Linked DNA regions of Rattus norvegicus: region 2 is linked to region 1. Evidence: chromatin contacts called from public HiChIP or PLAC-seq data. All regions are on one chromosome and are shown on one strand. The core of a region is the stretch at or near the end of the contact, and the rest is flanking DNA. Distances in the headings are between cores, read along the strand shown. Region 1 overlaps Cdk19 (cyclin-dependent kinase 19). Region 2 has its middle 46 kb from the start of Slc22a16.

The links. HiChIP or PLAC-seq counts read pairs in DNA pulled down with a chosen protein or histone mark.
Region 2: an H3K27ac HiChIP or PLAC-seq map of oligodendrocytes shows a contact between it and region 1, with 5 times the contacts expected there. The contact joins two enhancer-like sites. A contact is called at or near these places in 1 of 12 Hi-C or Micro-C datasets (hepatocytes) and 1 of 1 datasets of contacts at active chromatin or transcription factors (oligodendrocytes).

The regions. Positions count from the first base shown.
Region 1 is chr20:45,345,596-45,350,241 of GRCr8, forward strand. All of the region lies in intron 1 of Cdk19 (cyclin-dependent kinase 19), which reads left to right. Among named protein-coding and RNA genes, the nearest start is that of Cdk19, 23 kb to the left of the region's middle. Within about 2 kb of position 2,451, at least 71 of the 93 cell types and tissues checked have an H3K27ac peak or open chromatin away from gene starts, as enhancers often do.
Region 2 is chr20:45,479,211-45,483,906 of GRCr8, forward strand. No RefSeq gene overlaps it. Among named protein-coding and RNA genes, the nearest start is that of Slc22a16, 46 kb to the right of the region's middle. Within about 2 kb of position 3,396, at least 53 of the 93 cell types and tissues checked have an H3K27ac peak or open chromatin away from gene starts, as enhancers often do.

The sequences.
Region 1 (4,646 bases), core at 1,201-3,700:
CTGCCTCCGAATGTTGGGATTATAGGCTTGTGCTACCGTGCCAGCTTGAGTTTTTATTTTTAAGATTTATTTATTATGGGTTGGGGATTTAGCTCAGTGGTAGAGCGCTTGCCTAGCAAGCGCAAGGCCCTGAGTTCGGTCCCCAGTTCCAAAAAAAAAAAAGAAAAAAAAAGATTTATTTATTATATATGAGTATACTGTCACTGTCTTCAGACACACCAGAAGAGGGCATCAGATCCCATTACAGATGGTTGTGAACCACCATGTGGTTGCTGGGAATTGATTTCAGGACCTCTGGAAGAGCAGTCAGTGCTCTTAGCTGCTGAGCAGTCTCTCCACTTTGAGTCATCTCTTCAGCCCTGTTTTTTGTTTTTTAAAGTGTGTGTGTGTGTGTGTGTGTGTGTGTGTGTGTGTGTGTGTGTGTGTGTGTGTTTATGTGTATGGGTGTGGGTGTGGGTGTGTGTATGGGTGTGGGTGTGGGTGTGGGTATGGGTGTGTGCACGTGCGTGCTTGTACACACACACATTTGCGTGTATGTGCCACAGGCATGTGTGTGGTGGTCTGATGACAACTTGTAGGATCCAGGGATTGAGCTCAGTTTGACAGGTTTGGTGACAAAGTGCTTTTATCTGCTTATCTTACCAGCCTCTTTTCTTTTCTTTTTTTGGATTAGAAAATGCTTGCAGTATAATTAAATGTCAGTAAGTTTAAGAGGCAAAATCACAAAACTTTAAGAATTTATAACATTGTGTTGGGCACGTCCTTCTTTTTTTTTTTTTTTTTGGACAAGGTCTGGCTGTGTCCCTCTAAGATCTGGAACTCACCTTGTAGACCAGGCTGGCCGGCAGCTTACAGAAAATTGCTTGCCTTTCTCTCGGCTGAGGGTGTGCAGCACCGGGCTGAGAGGGCGCCAGTGTTAAGACAAAGCTTCCTTCCACTTTCCTGTTCTTTGGTGAGACTTTGAGCACTGTTACATAAAGGGTCACATTCTTCTTCTAGTAGCTAGTAAACAGGTCTTGGAGGTTTCCTTCCTCTCAGGTTTTGGAGACTCTGTCTCACTTGTAGCTCAGATTGGCCTTGAATGTAAAGCTTCCAGCCTTCACCTCAATTCTCAGGTTACTGCCCAGTTTATCCTGGGTTATCCCTTTAAAAAATGCCTGTTATTAGAGAAGAGTGAAACAACATTACAGATCCAATTCTTTTACTTGATTAAGTGTTTAATATTTTATAGGAATGGTTTCTGAAAGTCCTGTTCCATGGTTATTTTGATTTTGCAGTATTGGACCAGAATTCATTTCGGCCTTCCTGCCTAGCATGCCTTACTCATCCCAGCATTGCCGCCCAAACTAAGCTCTGCCTTTGGAGTAGCTTTAGCTCCACAGTCCTCCCTCTCCCCCCTTCCTCTGCGTCTACGTCCTTCCAGGTGTGCTTTAAAATGTTCCCCGTATATGTTCAATAACTTCTGGTTCTTAGAGAATATGCCCTGGACTACAGGATTCCCCATATTTTATTTTGTGAGGTTTATTTTTCTATTTAATACCTTTTATTTTCCACGTGCATGTATTGGTTCTTTCACATAATTACAAAACAGTTGTTGTTTCAGTTCATAGGAATCCACACTTTTGTGTGGTTAGTTTTTCCAGCAGCAGACATTTTTTGAAGTATGTACAGTGATTCAAGCTCAGTCTGCCTTTGGGCTTTTCTTTTTGCATAATCAGTTGTAAAATAAATGATGATCTGTGTATTAGTGATACTTCATTGATTTTCTCATTGTCAGAGCTAAAGTCTGAGTTCCTTGGCAGATACGTAGACTTCCATAGGCATTTGACATTTTATGTTTTGGGCAGTGTAACACAAACTCTGCTCTTTGCCTCTGCTGTGTTGGGAGATTCCGGGAGGGGTTTGTGTATGGACCTCAAGTGTTGGAAGTTGTAGACTTTTCAGCAGAAAGTAAAGAGTGTTGCCTTTTGGTGTCTGTCAGTGTGTGTGCTGGGGTGGGATGTATCAAGTGAGAGCTTTCTGTGTTAAAGGATACAACAATTGGATCACTTTGATCACATCCACGATGCATTTTTATTCATTATTACTCAAGTCTGGAAAGAAAGAAAAGACTTGAGAGCTGCTAAGATAGCTCAGTGGGTGCAGCATTGGGTGCCAATAACTGCTGACTTTTAATCCCTGGGACCCGTGCAGTGGCGGGAGAGAGGCAGGTGGCCTTTGACTGCCACTGCACACTGCCGTTTGTGTGCTTGCTTGCGTGTACACCCACAGACCAGAGCAACAAAGATCAGGAAACTGTACAGAGCTGCAGAGTGACTTTCACTTTCTCTGACATTAAGTTTGGGAGTGATTAATAAGAGAGAACACTGGTATATTGTATAGTATGACTGTGCCATTTCTCAGACTTAGCTGCACTGTGGTTTCTTCTGGGAACTTGTCCAAGTCATTATTCATGTTGTATTCTTCCCTACTGCTCCTTTTACTGAAAGATTGCTTCACAGTAAATAGAGGCAGCCTAATCCATGACTCATGACTGGAGGATAGACATTCTGTGTCAGGTTCCATGTGCCAGAAATGCTAGTCTCCAGCATGCTAACTACCTCTCCTCCCAACTTGTTAATATGCTCTTCTCAAGTTTGTGCTTGTTTTAGTAGAGAAACAAACACATCCCACATACTTGTAAAATACGTTTTTATAGAGGCCTTTTTAATGAGTGGCTTTTAAAGAAAATAATGAAATTAGGATCAGAAATTCTGATATACCTTTCTTGGGCAATGTTTCTTTGACCAAAAAAAAGGGAATCATTTTGCCATCTATGTGCCAAATCTTATAAATACTACTTTTATGAATACGTAACTTTATGAACCTTCTCCACAGTACTGGAACAATTCCTCTAACAGTTGTGCATAGGCACACGCGTGCTGCACATCCCCGCGTGTGAGTGTGGGTGAGCGTGCATCCTGAGTGCTGGTTCTCGCCTGGCGCCCTGTTTGAGAGTCTCTTTTCCAGTTGATACCAGGCGTCCTGCCTGCTTTTCCAGCCCATCCACCAGCCTGGTGGTCTGTGAGTTCTGCAGAGTTTCTGCCTTTGTCTCCTACTTCTCTGTGGGCGCACAGGGATCGCAGATGTCACATAGCACATAGTCAGGCTTTTATAAGACTTCTGGGCATTTGAACTCACTCAGGTCTTCACTCTTGCATGTTTGTGTGGCCCCACTTCTACCTAGTGAGGCAGCCTTCTCAGGTGTAGTAGCTTTACTTTTGTTGGAAGCAGGGTACCAGGTCTCACTGTGTAAACCTGGCTGGCCTGGAACTTTCTGTGGTAGACTGTGTGGGACTCTAATTCTCAGAGATGCTTGTGCCTCTGTCCCTTTAATGCTGAGATTAACGTTGTGCATCAGCACATTTGGTTTAGATTCGTGCCTTAATAAAAGATCTGAGCAGCTAACATGTTTAACAATATATGTACTGCAAAGCATAGAGTTCATAGCAAGGTCAATTGTAGTAGATTCTGAATGAGCATTAGAATAGCTGTTTTCTAGCTTAATTTTATTAGATGTTTAGAGTAATTGTTTTATGTCCTTTGGAAATCATGATCTTTTAGGAGTCAAGTAGGTGGCTGTACATTGCATCTGACGTGGAGGATGCACAGTGGATGCGAGGCTGACATCGCCAGTCAACTGAGTCATTTCCTCCTGTCTCTTAGACGCAATAGATGGGGTTTCAGATTAGTTAATGGAGGAAGCTTGGCATACAACACCTTTACATCGGAACTCTGCCTCTTACTTTCTTTAATGACTATTTTTAATTTACCAGTAGTAATTGAAAGCAATTTTCTTGAGAATTTCTACTTCATTTCCAAATTAATTGGTTATTTTTATCATTTTTGAATTTTATACACAGTTATTTAACTGTGATATGGTATATATGGGTAGAATTAAGAGTCTCAGTAGATTATCAAAACAGAAAGATGTCTCATCTATCCCCTACCCCCTTTTAGTTTCTTTGAGGAGGATGAGATTAAATATATGGTTGTAAAATATTTTTTAAAAAGTGTGTGTGTGTGTGTGTGTGTGTGTGTGTGTGTGTGTGTGTGTGCGCGCGTACGTGTACGTGTACGTATGTACCAATGGAGGTAGGAGACATTGGATTCCCTTTGGAAGTGAATTTTGGTCCTCTACAAGAACAGAGTTGACTCTTAACTGCTGAATCATTTCTCCAGGGTGTTACCTCCCTGTACCCTTCTCTGTTTGAGAGAGTCTCATGTAGCTTTGGCTGGGCCTTTGTTAATTAACTAGGGTTGGCAGTGAACCTCTGATTTTCCTGATTCTGCCTCCCAAGTCCAAAGTTACAAGCCTGTACCATCATGCCTGGTTTATCTGTGCTGGGAATTAAACCTAGGGCTTCGTGTATGCCAGACAGGTACGATACCAACGGAGCTGCACCTCCAGTCTGTAGCATACGTTGTACATACGAGACCATTGTTTTCAAAGTAATGCTCTTAAAGGTCCTCTGTTCTCCCGTCTCCCTTCTAAGCCATGGGCATTTAACATCTCCCTTTGGACATTACCAAAGCGCTCAACTTTTCAGTCCTAAACTTGATCAGTCTGCTGTCTGTAACTCTGTGACTGCAGCTCTGTTACCTGT
Region 2 (4,696 bases), core at 2,146-4,645, 130 kb after region 1:
AAAAGCCAGGCATGGACTGGGAAGATGGCTCAGTGGTTAAGAGCACTCGATGCTCTGTCAGAGCTCCAGTTCCCAGCTTCCACATCAAGGGGGTCACAAACTCCTGGGACTCTATCCCCAAGGGGTTCAACACCCTCATCTGGCCTCTGTGGGAACTAATGCAGGTGCACATTCTCTCTCTCCCTCTCTCTTCTCTTGTTCTCTCTCTCTCTCTCTCTCTCTCTCTCTCTGCCTCTGTCTCTCTGACTCTGTGAGTGTGTCTTTCTCTGTCTCTGTCTCTAGCTCTCTCTGTCTCTCCTCTCTCTTTCTCTGTCTCTGTCTCTTTCTGTCTCTCTGTCTCTGTCTCTGTCTCTCTCTCTCACACACACACACTCTCTCTCTCTCTCAGAATAAAATATATACAAAAGAAAGAAAAGAAAAGAAAAGTCAGGCTCAGTTGTGATCACCTGTAATCCCAACCCTGGGGAGGGAAGATCCCTGGAGCCACTGGTCAGCTAGTCTAGCTGAATCTTGGAACTTGAGGTGAAGTCCAATGAGAGACCATGTTTCAAAAACTAAGATGGAGAGCAGTTGAGGAAGATGCTTGACGAACTCTGGCCTCTATACTACCTTATAAACATGTGTATCCTCACATACCTGTTACACACACAGACATGCAAACCCACACATGCATGTACACGTACACATCCATGCACGCACAGCCTGAGATAATTACCTAAATACAGGCAGGAATTACATCAGTTGCTCAGAAGACTGAAGATTCATTTCCTAAGTGTCTGTGAACTACAAAGAGAACCATGTTGGGGCCAGGGAGCAGGGGAGGGTCCTAGAAGAGTCTCAGACCATCTGGGTCGCCTCTGCTGAAGCCTCAGAGTTCAGGCTCCAAGTCACTGGAGGCAGAAAGTCACCGGAGTTGTTGATGCAGAGGAATCGAGCTCATTGTTCGCTCTGCCCTTTCAAGTCTGCCTCAGACAATGACCTCCATATGCCCTTCTGTTTATTAAAGGCATAATTGGAGCAAAGAGGCAAACTGGAAGCCAGTTGCCCACTCCTCACTTATCTTGGAAAACATCAAGCAGGCTGAGGGGCTGAGCCTCAGAAGGGCGTTGTCTCTGATATCGGGCATCAGGATTCAGGGTGGGGTCCCTTCCCTTCAATTTCTCATCAAGACCTGATCTGCCGAGCAAAGACAGGGACAGGACCCCAGGTTGTCAGTTAGCCAGAAGAGTCAGTTCTCCAGCTCATTCAGTCATACTCAGGAAGTGCATAGACTCCAGCCTGGACTCATGTCATAGAGTTATTTGTTTGCTTTTCAACCCCGAGACTCTAGACACGCTTCTCAAAAATAACAGACATGACTCTCAGGGCCTGATGTTTTCAGACACTCTAGAAAACAGTAACAGTAGCAACATGTCGAGGACACCCGTTTCCATCCAGACTCCTTCCTGTACACATTGTCTGTCTTGTTGGACTGTCGTGATTTTGTTAGTAGCTTAATTTCTTTTTTAAAAAAATCTGTTTAAAAAGGTTTCTCTGTCCTCACAGAACCCTGACCTGTAAACATCTTCCCCTCTCTGCCTTGCGTTCTCCAGCCTACAGGCCCGAATGCTGCTTCCCTGGCTTAACAGGAAACAGATTAGCACGCACTTCCGTTTGCCACGGCGCCACACCGCACGGCGCCACACCGCACGGCGCCACACCGCACGGCGCCACACCGCACGGCGCCACACCGCACGGGCGCCACACGGATGCTTGGTCATCAACAACCCATCTCTTTGCTCTCTCATCTTGAGCAGGAGTCTCTCTCTCTCTCTCTCTCTCTCTCTCTCTCTCTCTCTCTCTCTCTCTCTCTCCTCTTTCTCCTCTCTCTCTCCTCTCTCTCCTCTCTCTCTCTCTCTCTCCTCTTTCTCCTCTCTCTCTCCTCTCTCTCCTCTCTCTCCTCTCTCTCTCTCCTCTTTCTTCTCTCTCTCTCTCTCTCTCTCTCTCTCTCCTCTCTCTCTCTCTCTCTCCTCTTTCTCCTCTCTCTCTCCTCTCTCTCCTCTCTCTCCTCTCTCTCTCTCCTCTTTCTCCTCTCTCTCTCCTCTCTCTCCTCTCTCTCTCTCCTCTTTCTTCTCTCTCTCTCTCTCTCTCTCTCTCTCTCTCTCTCTCTCTCTCTCTCTCTCTCTCTCTCTCTCTCTCTCTCTGTCTCTCTCTTTGTCTTCAGGATGTGGAGCCCTACCTACCCTTAGTTATCCCCCCACCCCCACACCCCGCCTCTCCTTGCTGCTTTTTATGCTATAGATGTGCTGTCTGCAGATCCGTATCCCTTAGGTTTGAATTCTGGCGCCTGCTGTCTTGGGTCCTTATCCTGCGTTCTCTGGGAGATTAATGCACGTGTCCCGTCTTCATGAGATTCTTACAAATGCTGAACATGATTGCATGTGGAGGGTGTTGTAGACACTAATGAGTTTAAAACAAAACAAAACAAAACAATGTTTGGTTTTTTTTTTCTGTCATCAATATTTTTATGGCTTTTTATAGCTCCTTGGTGATTAGTCTGTAATAACAACGTGACAACACAGGATGCTGGTCTCCATATTAGATGCTCAATCAACTCCTGAAATTTTTAAACTTTCCTCTGCTTGTGGAGGCACACAGGAAGCTGTCGAGTGAGAATCACTGTTAGTCTGAGGCTAGCCTGAGCTATACAGTGAAACCCGGTTTCAAACAAACAGACACCACTCTTGCCTGAAGTGGGTGCTAGGAACTGAACTCAAGTCTTCTGCAAGAACAGAACGTGCTCTTCACCTCCTCCACCATCTCTCCAGCCTAAAGAAGTTGCTGGCTATTGTTTTCCTGTCCACGTGAAGAAACGGGGACTGACTGATCAACGGGCAGAAGGCCTCTCCAGCCAGCCGTGTCCTGCTCCCCCACATCTCACCCCAACAAAGCTTTCTTCCCAGGGGCAAAGTTTAAAGAGCCTGAAGGCCCCTTCACTTGCCATAGGGCCATTGTAGAGGCTGTGTCACGAGTACGTTTGGAATACAGAAAGTGTGTGCTGTCACCAGATGCCTCCTCTTGACCCAGTTTCAAAATCTTCCTCTTTCAGACTTTGCCCAAGTGAATTCTCTCTGCAAATGTACAGGTTAAAGAAGGTAAAGCCATGAGTACACGTGCCGGTGGGGTCCACTCTATTTTACTTCTACGTGATGCGCCTTACCCCGAGTGAACTTGACAGGGGCCCTACGGACTCCTAAACGAGCTGGCCCAGCACTGGTCCACCAGTGTGAGCAGCAGAGAGACAGGAGAGGGCAGGGCAAAAGAGCCACAGAGAAGGAAACCCCGAACACTGCCAACCGCCTCGTGTGCTCTGCACAAACACAAGTTCCGCTCCTTTGTGCCGTCCTGGAGCATTTGCCAGGTCCCAGGTCACGTTGCAGGGGACCATGTGGCCTGCAATGAAAGGTCCTATTGTGACCGCTGGTCAACAAGGCAGGGCAAAGTCTGTCGGGTGCAGCAAAAAACCGGGAACCTCCCCCGCTTTTACGTGCTGAGAAGTGTGCGTTTCGTATTGTGCAGATGGGGTGGGGGCCGTTCCTTTAAAGAAAACAAAACAACAAAGCCAGAGTGAGGAAAGAGAGATACTTATCTACTCATCGTCTCGGCTCCAGAGGTTTTAAAATAACGTAAGCCTTCGGCTGTTTCCCTTGTCCTGCCCGCTTTTTCTCTCTCTTACAGCTGGCACTTAAAAAAAAACAAAACTTCCCCTCGTAGCAGCCCCAAGCTTCTGTTGGGAATTCTCACTCATCAAGAGAAGGCAGATTGTTTAGAAATATGTAGATAGATTCCATCAGTATTCCATCCACATGCTCAGAGACATGGAAAAACTTCTAATACAAAGCTCCAACTGGTTTGGGGCAGTTGCTGTAGGCAAATTGCTGTGCAGAAAGCTGAACATGTGTGGAAAATATGAGCGATTGTTGAATGTGGCGGTGCGCGCTTATAACGCCAAATCTCGGGAGGGAAACTGAGGCGGGGGCACCAGGAGTGCAGGGTGAACCTGGAACGCAGAGTGAGATCCGTCTCAAAAATAAGTCAATAAAAACAAAAGAAGAAAGACCCAAAAACGAACGAGGAATAGGAGACAAATGCTTACTGCTTGGGCTTACGTGGGTAAATCAGTCCAAGTGCTTGGCATACCTGGCTGGGTCCCAGGTTCCTTGTCTGTGGATGACACACAAGCTCACAGGGTCCTTGATGCTCAACTCCAACCCCAGCTTGGCTCTCTGCCTCATGCCAGTGTGTCAGCTCCATGAGGTCCAATCATTCTGGAATTGGCCGGCCTAGGTGATAGCCACAGGGGCTGGAAGTCCACATTTCCAACGTAGCAATTTCAGTGGAGCTGACATCCCCGAGAGCATAGACGACAGTAAGTGCTGGAATGAGGAAGGGAGCGAGACCTGGAGAACAACAGACCCCATCTATACCCTAACACGCAGGACCCAAATTCTCCGAACTGTTCCTTTTCTCCCCAGACAATTCCCACCGAAGTCAGCAGACCAGGGCAAATGACTTTCTTCTGCCTCAGTTTTTCCACAGCAAATGGATAAAGATTTAGGTGATCTCTAAAATCCAGCTAACCGCTAGTGCACACGACTCTAGAAACTTCCAGAAGTAGCCATTAAGACTTGGTTCTGGGGTTGGGGATTTAGCTCAG